3 separate regions of the Mus musculus genome follow, and all the other regions are linked to region 3. A link is a contact called in public Hi-C and HiChIP or PLAC-seq data. All regions are on one chromosome and are shown on one strand. Each heading gives the region's core, a stretch centred on a gene start, on an enhancer-like site or on the middle of the called end of the contact. The rest is flanking DNA. Distances are from core to core; before and after follow the strand shown.

Region 1 (3,404 bases), core at 642-3,141, 150 kb after region 3:
CTAAGAGCAGTGACCAGCTGCTTCAGGAATGAATGTGGGGATGGACAAGTGTGGATCCCCACGGCACTTTGATGTTCTGTGTTTGCCAAGGGTTTTGACAAGACCGGTGGTTTTATTTTTAGCCACGTAGGCATTTGCTTAACATGAGGTGTCATTTCTGCTGAGGAATGCTGAAGCCTTAGTTATAGCTGGCTTCTGCTTGCCACGCCCTGGCCCAGGATCACAAATGGCTGGTATGAGATGTGCTTCCCGGTTCCTGTCCTGAGGGAGACAGGCACAGGTGCCTGGCAGTGCTAAAGCAGGATTCCGCCAGGAGCCCTGCCCCTCTGTCTGCCAGCATCTTCCCTAGGCTGACTGCAGGCGCCTAACGCAGCTGCTGTGGCTGAACACTGCACCGGTGCAGTCCAAAAGGGTGCAGAAGACAGCTGCTTCTATTTGGGAGTTGTGACATGTGCGCCTCTGCTCCACAGCGGAAGTCAAGCGTGTGGGAGACACAGTGCTGGGGATGGCCACACAGTGCGTCCAGATGAAGAACGTGCAGAGGACCACGCCACAGACCCTATCCAATCTCTGCTTAAAGATCAATGTCAAACTGGGAGGCGTCAACAACATCCTGCTGCCACAGGGCAGGTGAGGTGGCCACACCCCATGCATACACCAGCTGGCTTAAATGGTCAGTGGAGAGGTGCTCACTGGTAGTTTATGTGGGCATAAGTCCTGGGCTCCTCAGAACCAGGGGCATCAGGGATGAGTGACTGTTAGGGCTGGAGTCCCTAACAGTTGAAGGCTGGTATGGGGCTGTTGTCACCCTGCTCCTTGTGCCAGGGCCAGCAGTCTCCACTGAAGAGTTGGGAGAGTGAGTGGCCTCGGGACAGGTCAGGAATGGGCTTCCACAGACTTGGCAGCGGGTCCCTGGAGCTTTACTGCAGTGTAGACTCCAGTGTTTTCTACTCTGCTTACTTGGGGCTGGGAGCTTACTGCTAGGATCAAAGCTAAAGCACTTGGGGCTGGAAAGTCCTTCCCTGTAGGACCTGCTGTTGATGGGCCAGGAACTGAGGCCAAGTGCTGGCCCACACGCCCCATAGGGCTAAGGGTTGGGAATGTGGAACTGTGCCTTCCTCGGGTGCCTCCCACAGTCAGTGTGCTACCCTAGGTGTTAGAGGACAAGGTCCAAGTTAATGTTTTCCCCTCCTTTGAACAAAAGGACAAAAGAAGAGAGCGACCATAGTAATAGCTTTGGCTGAGGAAACTGTCTATAGACACTGAGAATAATGGGCAGGCCTGTGCTGTGGGGTCTGGCTTAGAACAGATTTGGAGGCCTCTTGTGCCAGGCTACACCGGGCTGAAGTTGGGGACCGGCAGGATGAGGAACCCCAATGGTTTGGAGATAAGGATAGGTAGACAGGTTAAAGAGATTAAAGGGGAGAAAGGCAGTTGTCTCATGCTCTTGGTCTAGTTAGTGTCAAAGACAGGGCCTTCCTGAAGGAGGTGTGGCCCGGGTTGGGAAGCTGAGCTCTGGGGACACTCATTGTCAGAGCACAGGAACCCTGAGACTGGATGAGCATCCTTGAGTGAATGACAAGGAGATCTGAGCCCTGTGCCCAGGGTAAAAGTTCAGGGACACTGGTAATAGAAAAAGAAGGCAAGGAGGGGAGGCACCTGAGTCACAGTGCCCAGGGAGGTGTGTCTTGCATCACAAAATGCCAATGAGCTGCACTGTGCGGCCTGATTATTGGACCCAGCAATGGAGGAAGTCACTAGAGACCTTGAAAGGGGAATCTTGTTGCCATGGCAGCATGAGTTGAGTTAGGAGGAGCCTGGGAGGCCCTGGCAGGCTGGGCTCATGGGAAGGAAGCTTCGCTGGGCTGCAGATGAGAGGAAGCTGAGCGCAGGTGTGCCTTGCTTGTGGCAAGTGAGTCACATCCACCCACGTGTAGAAACACAGCTGCTACACAGCTGTACCTGGTGGCCTCATGGTGGCCGGGCAGGTGATCAGGATCTCTGGGTGTACCTCTCAGCTCCCCTCAGCAAGGAAAGTGAGGCCAAGAGGCACAGGCATCTCAAGTGTGGTTAGCAGGACCACAGTGCCACAGACGCCTGTGTCTTAGAAGTGGCACCCTAAGTCTGAGGCTGGGTGCAGGCCCCCAGGGGTGGTTGCAACCACAGTGGAGAGTAAAGGAACACTTGCCATCCTCTCCCTGGAAAGGGCACATAGATGAACATGCTTGGCATGTAGGAAGCACTTTCTTTCTTACATGGTTATATCCTGAATGGGTGCTGAAGAGAAATCCTGCTGTGGACACACACACACACACACACACACACACACACATACACACACAGGTCTCTACTGTGCCTGACTTTGATTGGGAGATGACACTGTGCAATAGACACACTCCCCTCTGAGTGCACCACACCTCACACAAATGGGACGTCACCTCACAGAGATGTGGTATTCAGCTCGTATCATGGTTGCTCTTGATCTAGGGCCTCACACAGAGAATATTGTCTGGACTTCACACACTTAGGGACAAAGATGCCCTTCTGGCTACCTCTCCTTGCCCAGAGTGTCAAATTGTCCTTTGGTTCTTTGTGATAGTCCCAGGCCACCTTCAGAATAATCAAGTTTCTTTTGGCACAAAATGTGGAGGCATACACTTAAGATTGCAGCATTTGAGAGGTCGTGGCAGCGGGACTGGACATCCAAGTCCAGTCTGAAGTACATGAGACTGTGTGTCAAAATAAAGGGGAGAAAGGAAAAAGTCTCAGGAAGGCAGACGGGATGGGTAAACCCCTTTCTGATGACCATGCTGCATACCCTCTCTGGCAGCCACCAGCCTCTGTGTATACTTCTAGAAGAGCAGTCACCATGGGAATAAAGACGTAACTGCTCCTATTGTGAACAGTGTATGCTAAGCCCGGCTCCTACAATGCAGGAACCTGTTGGTCTTTAGGGTGCTGCATGGAGAGCTATCATTATCTCTCTTTCCCCTTCCCTCACCACACATGCCACCACTCAGGTAGTGAGCATTCCGCCTGAAGGTCTCAGCCAGAAATGATGGCCATGGAAGAAGATGGCGGGGTTGTGGGAATTGGGAATGTATTCTGTGGTTAAGACCCAGGATGCTACTCAAACTCCTGGGCTCTGGCAGTCCCTCCCCTCAACAGAACAAGGCACCCCCAGTGCCCAACCAGGCCAGCTACGTACTCGGCTCTCAGTCCCACCTTCTCGGGCTCTTTCTCAAGTGCATAACAGACATCATTGTTTAATCCAATAGGCTTTCTGTGTGTATCATTAAGGGTAACAATTCTGTTGGGGGCGGGGGAGGTCTCTCACTTGGTAAAGAACTTGCATGGCATATATAAGGCCCTGGGTTCAAGGCCAGCATAAACCAGATGGGTTT
Region 2 (3,327 bases), core at 584-3,083, 170 kb before region 3:
CCTGTCTTGAAATATCCAAACTGCTGGGTGTGGTGGTGCACACCTTTAATCCTAGCACTTGGGAGGCAGAGGTAGGAGGATATTTGAGTTCGAGGCCAGCCTGGTCTACAGAGTGAGTTCCAGGACAGCCAGGGCTATACAGAGAAACCCTGTCTCAAAAAAAAAAAAAAAAAAAAAAAAATACCCCAAACAAACAAACAACCAAAAAATAAGGCAGAGTCCTTGGCAGTTATAGTCAAAGAGAGAGATGTGCTGTTTTATAAAATGGAGTCACTCAGGGCAGCAGCTTGATAGCAAGCATTTTATATAATGCGCAGTAACTAGAGTAGGGCACAGCCTGACCACCTCAGAGAGGCACCTTATGAGCGACAGGCAGGCTGTGCTACTATGGAAGCCCTTGGGTCCTTTTGCCCAAGGAGGAAGGAAAGGGTGGGAAACCATGGAAGACCTAGAAGCCAAGAACAGAGTCAGTCTGCCTCCATGAGACCCGAGAGGGCTGAAACACTGTCCAAGGCGGGCGGACCGCGTTAGAGAGGAAGCGAGTGTGGGCTAGGCTAGGCTAGGCTAGGCTAGGCTAGGCGGTAGCCAGTGTTGCCTAGAGTATGAGGGACATCAGGTGGTCCTCCGAAAGAAGGGACTTTTCCTGCTGAGAAGGACACGGGCGGAGGAGCCGTGAGTTCAAGGTAGCAGTGGCTTCTGGGGCTGTCAGTGGTGGCAAGGGGCTACCAAGGGCCCTCATAGTGTTCTCACTAAAGACCCCCATGTCCTAAACTTCACCTAGTGCAGTCCTCTGAGGAGGGTGGCTCAGAGATCACACAGGGACCCCCACAGGGAGTCAGGAGGCAGCAGGGCTCAGGAAAGGGAAAGGGGCCTTCTACCATCTTTCTCTGCAGTTTCCTCTGCCTGTTGGAGGAGGACAGGGAAAGCCTGAAAGGGGGCGTTGTGTACGGGGCGCGGGGTGGGGGTGGGGAGAAGAGACTAGAAATCCCGGAGGAAGGCCTGGGATTATGAAGGAGGCGGCTGGATTGGGGGAGGAGCAGGAAGCCTGTGTAGTCACTGCCCAGCTGTGACAGAAAGTAACCCAGGAGCTTACAGGGTCACCATGTGGAAAGAGAGGAAAGATTCCTCAGGGCAAAGTCTTCCTGGAGAAGGCTGCGGTAGCCAGTGGGAGTGGGCAGCCCCCACTTCCTATTTGGAGCAAGCCGGCAGCTGCTTGCTTCTCTGTCTAGCTTCTCCTACCCCTCTTCCACGACGTGGGGTCAGCTCATCCTCTCTCTGGGAACGGGCTGAACGGGGTACCTCTAAATGATGTGTTTGGTGCAGGCTCCTGGCAGACAGCTTCCCCCCCCTTTTTTTTTGAAGAGATGAGTAGATCTCACAATAACATCTTATTGAAACCCAGTGCTAGGTATCTTACAAAGATAGAAGAGACGAGATTAGCAGAAGGAATGATCCCCCCACACGCCTACATTCTAACACCTTCAGAGTTGCTCCTGAGACACCTTGATCTCAAGCATGACTCCGGAACGATGTAAGCCAACCTAGTTGGTGGTGAATTTCTCTGCAAACGAATACACCAGGACTCATTATCAACTGTGAGCAAGTGATAGAACCTGAATCTCCTGGATGTCCTGGCTTCTTCAGCAGGGCAGCAGAGAGGTCCCAAGGAGCTTGCAGGCCAGAGGGCAGGGCAGAGACAGGAGCAGGGCAGTGCCCGAGGAAGCTGCACCCAGACCTGCAGACCTCAGGGGAAGCAATCTCAGAGAAAGTGCCGCCTGTGGTCAGCGGTCTGTAGGCAAAGGGGAAGTGGCAGCTGCCCGGCCCTGGGCTGCGCCTCCTCCTCCACTGCTAGCTATATGAGGTGAATCAGTAACTCACACCCTCACTCACTTCTATGCACACACCCGGAGCCCTCCTGAAATCCTGAACTATTTGACTACTTGGGCTTATAGTTTTTCTTGTGTTTCTTCTTCTTTCTTTTCTTCTTCTTCTTCTTCTTCTTCTTCTTCTTCTTCTTCTTCTTCTTCTTCTTCTTCTTCCTTCTCCTCTTCTCCTTCTCCTTCTCCTTCTCCTTCTCCTTCTCCTTCTCCTTCTCCTTCTCCTCCTCCTCCTCCTCCTCCTCCTTCCCTCCTTCCTTTCCTCCTCCTCCTCCTCCTCCTCCTCCCCCTCCCCCTCATTCTCCCCCCTCCCCTCCCCCTCCCCCTCTTCCTCCTTTCCAAGACAGGGTTTCTCTGTGTAGCCTTGGCTGTCTTGGAACTCACTTTGTAGACCAGGCTGACCTCAAACTCAGAGACTGATCTGCCTCCGTCTCCTATGTTCTGGGATTAAAAGCACATGCCACCACGTCCAGTCGTAGTTTCTCTCAAAGGAAATCGATCATCTAGCAATGTAAGCATTGGTCCCTCAATTTTTTTGGGGGGGGGTTTGGGGGGGTTGTCGCTCCTTGCTGACTCCAGGTGTTCAGAGTCTCCTGTCCATACTGAGGCAGAGGCCAGCTCTTGCAGCCATCTGTGTACCCTGTGGACTGAACATACGACATTCCTGCCAGGAGACACACTCCCTGCTTTCCAGTCACTCAGCTTTAGGGACAAGGAAAGATCTTGGGTACACAGAAAGACCAGAAGCAATGACATTTGTTTCAGGTGCACAGGAGATGAACAGAAAAGACCTGTGGAGGGCTGGAGAGATGGCTCCAGTGCTTAAGAGCACTAACTGTTCTTCCAGAGGTCCTGAGTTCAAATCCCAGCAACCACATGGTGGCTCACAACCAACTGTAACAGAATCCAATGCCCTCTTCTGGTGTGTCTGAAGACAGCTACAGTGTACTCATACATAAAATAAATAAATATATCTTTTAAAAAAAAAGAAAAAAAAAAAAGAAAAGAAAAGACCTGTGGAGCAGATGTCATCTCACAGTAGAAGTCTCTGCCCCAGCAAGCTATGGCCTGGGTCTTTTTGTGACCACCCACAGGGCACAGCAATGCTGTTGGGCAAAGGGTAGGATTGGGTAGAGCTTTGGGTACCCTAGGTAACTTGACCTTTTTCTGGTCTGCAGGAGATGAAAAGAAGAAAGAGAGGGGTAAGCCTGAATTAGCTAGATAAGAGGAAACAGTTCGAGGAGGAAGTCTACCCCAAGCAACGCATGAGACTGGCTGGCTTAACGTGCAGACATTTACTGCTACAGTGTTGGAAGTCAGAAGTCTACACTGTCAGAGGCTGCATGGCAGGAGGACCGTTCTAGACTCTCTCCCAGAGGCTTCCTGCACCTGCACCCTTCAATGTAGGCATCTCTATCTCCTCTGTCACACGATGTCCATATGTCTTCTT
Region 3 (3,389 bases), core at 352-2,851:
AGACTGTCTTAATGCCTCTGGTGCCCCCAGCTATCTCAACAGTGTCCTTGCTTATCATATTTAGAGACCTTCAACTTCTCATTTCTCCTTCCACATTATTAGTTCCTCTGGTCAAAACCTGAATTCACTCTCTCCTAGCAAACCAAGAGACACCTTTGCTGAACCTTGAGGAAAAAAAATCCACATGCCCAGCCCTTCTCCCACCTCCACTGCTGCTCACTACCCAGGCAACCATAGCTTGTTGTCCAGGTTCTAGCGGTAACCACCTATACCACTCTCCATGCTTGACTTGACTTTATATATCATCTCTCAGCAGCAGATGGAGCTAGAGTGTCCTTTCCACACCCAAATGGTCAGAGCTATAGGTTCAGTTAGGCATGGTGGCTCATGTTTACATTCTCAGTATGGAAAGGCTGCTTCAGGAAGATTGCTGCTAATTTGAGACTATCCTAGACAATGGGTTCAACTGCCCTGACCACACCCAAGCTCTCATCCTCCTGAAATGAAAACCAAGTCTTTATATTAACTTAGAAATGCATACATCTCCTCCCCTCTTTTTCTGGCTCCTAGGTTCCCGTCTCAGTATTTCTACCTTTACACACTCTGCTCTTACAGTCTTGCTACATCACCCCCATCCCCAAATCCTTTGAGCTTCCATGTTCACCATTTCTTCAACAGCATGTAACTTCCCCACTTTACTATGACTGGCTCCCTCTTCTTGGAAGCTTTGTCTTCCTCTCATCTGCTCAGTGAAGTGTTCCTCGTGTAGCTGACACCCCTTGGTCTCCCATGTTCTGCCTGATCTACTCCTGTCTTCTAAAATGCTGTTCTAATATATTGTGAAATAACTGACTTTATCATTGGTGTTTTGCACTGGAATGCCAGCCAACCTTTAAAAGCAGTTTGTTCACTTGTGTGCCCCAAGAACCCAGGATAGCACCTACCATATTGCATATACTCAGCATCTGGTACATGCATAAGTGACTTGCCTGTGGCATTTCACATGTGTATCCATTTTACTCTGGAATTTCATACAGAATATTCTTAACTCTGATTTTATAGTTCCAGTTCTGTCTGACCACAAGTCCACAGTTACAAAACTCTGTGTGTGTGTGTGTGTGTGTGTGTGTGTGTTGACTAATATGGAGAACCTTTTTGCATGTATGAGTGATTCTGTAATTTCCCTGACACAGGAGAATCCAGCTTTGGCTGTTGCAATCAAAACATGTAAAAACTGTACTTCGGACAGCGTGAGAGAGAAGTTCCTTCAAGAAGCCTGTAAGTTTGTTGAAACTTCTGTGGAATTCAATTTCACTTTTTACCTAAATCTAGCTGTCTTTGCAGGAAAGATGCTTTTACTTTTATAAGTATTATTCACCTTGCAAACTAATGTCTAAATTTAACAGATTTTCATAGACAGACATGTTTATATGTAGAGGAAGATGGCACATTCCCTTTGTTATTTGGTTCCTGTAGCATTCCGTATCTTTGGCTGGAGTTGGTGCATTCACATAAATGGCTCTAGCCCAGATCCTGCCAGGTTCCATGAGTACAGAGGTAACTATGGCAACAGTTACAACCTGATGGAGTCCATAAGCTACAGATGAGTCAGGATAATGACTAGCTTCCTGCCCTATGTAATCAGACAGAAACCCCAGGAGAGGCTTCCTGTGACAGCTTCCTGGGTGACTTTAGCTTGAAAGGATTTCCACCACCCCACTCACAGCCTTCTGGCCTAGGTGTGTACATCCGGTAGTGAGGCTGTCTCAGATGAGCTGTGCGTTATGAGCCTTCTCTCCTCAAAGGTTAGTGGTAAAGAATAGGATCTTGTCTAGCTTGTATACATCAAACACCCTGATGTCCCCTCTCCTCTCATAGGATTTCTCTATTCTTAGCCTTCAAGTCCCTGCCTCCTGCCAGCCACCGTCATTCTCACAGAACCATATTCTGCTCCTCTTGAGAGTTCCTGTTTAAATACATAAAATGATCACATGTGCTTATTATCTGTCTCTCCTGTAGACTTTACGTTCTGTGGGGACAAGGGCTGCACAGAGACCAGTGCAGGGCTTGGCCTGGGGAAGGCAGTCGGCACGTCTGCCTTAATACACAGAGACCAGTGCAGGGCTTGGCCTGGGGAAGGCAGTCGGCACGTCTGCCTTAATACACAGAGACCAGTGCAGGGCTTGGCCTGGGGAAGGCAATCGGCACAGAGACCAGTGCAGGGCTTGGCCTGGGGAAGGCAGTCGGCACGTCTGCCTTAATACAGAACCCCACTGATGCTCACACACAAACGTTGGACGGGTCTCTTAAGACACTACTGCCGAATTTGGTTATATATTTCTGTAGAAATAGCCAGGTTAGATTAAGACTGTTTTCATCTTTGGAAGGTTTGATAATTGCTTCTTCAGGAAATGCAACAGATGTAGTGTAGCTGACACACAAATCGCACCCCCCACCTCCAGGCAATAACAAGCTGTAAGATAGGGGAGATGGCCTAAGCCCAGAAAACATAAATTGTGGCCAGATAGGAAAGATTTCAGCTTCGATGACAATGTAGCTTACATCCCAGCTCTCCAGCCCCATCACTGCTACAGAAACACAGATGGTACATAAAGGAATGCACAGGCAGGCAAGGTTGCAGTGAGCTTACTTTATAAGCGAGAGATAGCACTTCATCCACTATCTGGATAGGTAAGTGACAGGCTAAACTTCACCTGGGGTTTCTAGTGTAGTGTGACAGTTTCTCAGTGACTGCAAGACCCTCCTCAGCTCCTTATTCTGTGCTCTGTATTATCAACACTAATTATTTCAAAGGAAATAAAAAGTCCTGATAATGATCTTGATGTCATAGAAAACCAGGGGTGATAGCCGATGCCCTGGGTACCTAGAAAATTTTCACAAAATAACAGTGATTAAGCAGTGATGTGAATTTAACAATATCGAATTTGGTGATATACTTTGAATTTTTATTCTCTATGTATTTTATATGTTAGATACAAACAAGGAAGGGCTGGATAGGTGGCTCAGTAGTTAAGCACATGTACTACTGCTTGCAAAGGACCTGGGTTCAGTGTCCCGAACCCACATTAGGTGGTTCACAACTGCCTGTAAGTCTAGCTCCTGAGAATCTGACTTCCTCTTCTGTCCTTTCTCAACACCTGCACTCACATATGCATGCTCACTCACAGACAGATACTTTTGCTGTTACTTCTTTGCTTGACATCCTTTTGTTTTTGTCTTTGCATTTTAGGAGTGTAAAGTCCTATGTTTCCAAGTAGTTGCCTTTAAAACTTGGAGTTTCTTTTAAGGTTCTGAAACACTTAAGGATAGCTTTTGTTTTGATGCTAGAGAGTTGTAGAAACTATGAATGATTTTGTGCCATATATTCT

The links. A called contact is a pair of places that touch in the nucleus more often than the background predicts. HiChIP or PLAC-seq counts read pairs in DNA pulled down with a chosen protein or histone mark.
Region 1: a Hi-C map of CD4 T cells shows a contact between it and region 3, with 4 times the contacts expected there. The contact joins two enhancer-like sites. A contact is called at or near these places in 2 of 39 promoter capture datasets (cranial neural crest and liver), 1 of 484 Hi-C or Micro-C datasets (CD4 T cells), 1 of 115 datasets of contacts at active chromatin or transcription factors (double positive thymocytes) and 1 of 9 other capture datasets (adipose tissue).
Region 2: a FOXA1 HiChIP or PLAC-seq map of pancreatic cancer cells shows a contact between it and region 3. The contact joins two enhancer-like sites. A contact is called at or near these places in 1 of 15 datasets of contacts at CTCF or cohesin (the NIH/3T3 cell line), 1 of 484 Hi-C or Micro-C datasets (cortical neurons) and 2 of 115 datasets of contacts at active chromatin or transcription factors (embryonic stem cells and pancreatic cancer cells).

Annotation. Positions count from the first base shown.
Region 1 is chr15:73,116,563-73,119,966 of GRCm38.p6, reverse strand. It overlaps Ago2 (argonaute RISC catalytic subunit 2), which reads left to right. Exons shown (of 19, transcript NM_153178.4): 13 at 471-630. Among named protein-coding and RNA genes, the nearest start is that of Gm31725, 9.8 kb to the right of the region's middle. Within about 2 kb of position 1,891, at least 122 of the 459 cell types and tissues checked have an H3K27ac peak or open chromatin away from gene starts, as enhancers often do.
Region 2 is chr15:73,441,042-73,444,368 of GRCm38.p6, reverse strand. No RefSeq gene overlaps it. Among named protein-coding and RNA genes, the nearest start is that of Ptk2, 20 kb to the right of the region's middle. Within about 2 kb of position 1,833, at least 83 of the 459 cell types and tissues checked have an H3K27ac peak or open chromatin away from gene starts, as enhancers often do. A contact at or near this core is called in pancreatic cancer cells, where this site is marked.
Region 3 is chr15:73,266,698-73,270,086 of GRCm38.p6, reverse strand. Ptk2 (PTK2 protein tyrosine kinase 2) reads left to right here. Exons shown (of 35, transcript NM_001358046.1): 19 at 1,194-1,278. Among named protein-coding and RNA genes, the nearest start is that of Mir151, 14 kb to the right of the region's middle. Within about 2 kb of position 1,601, at least 61 of the 459 cell types and tissues checked have an H3K27ac peak or open chromatin away from gene starts, as enhancers often do. A contact at or near this core is called in pancreatic cancer cells, where this site is marked.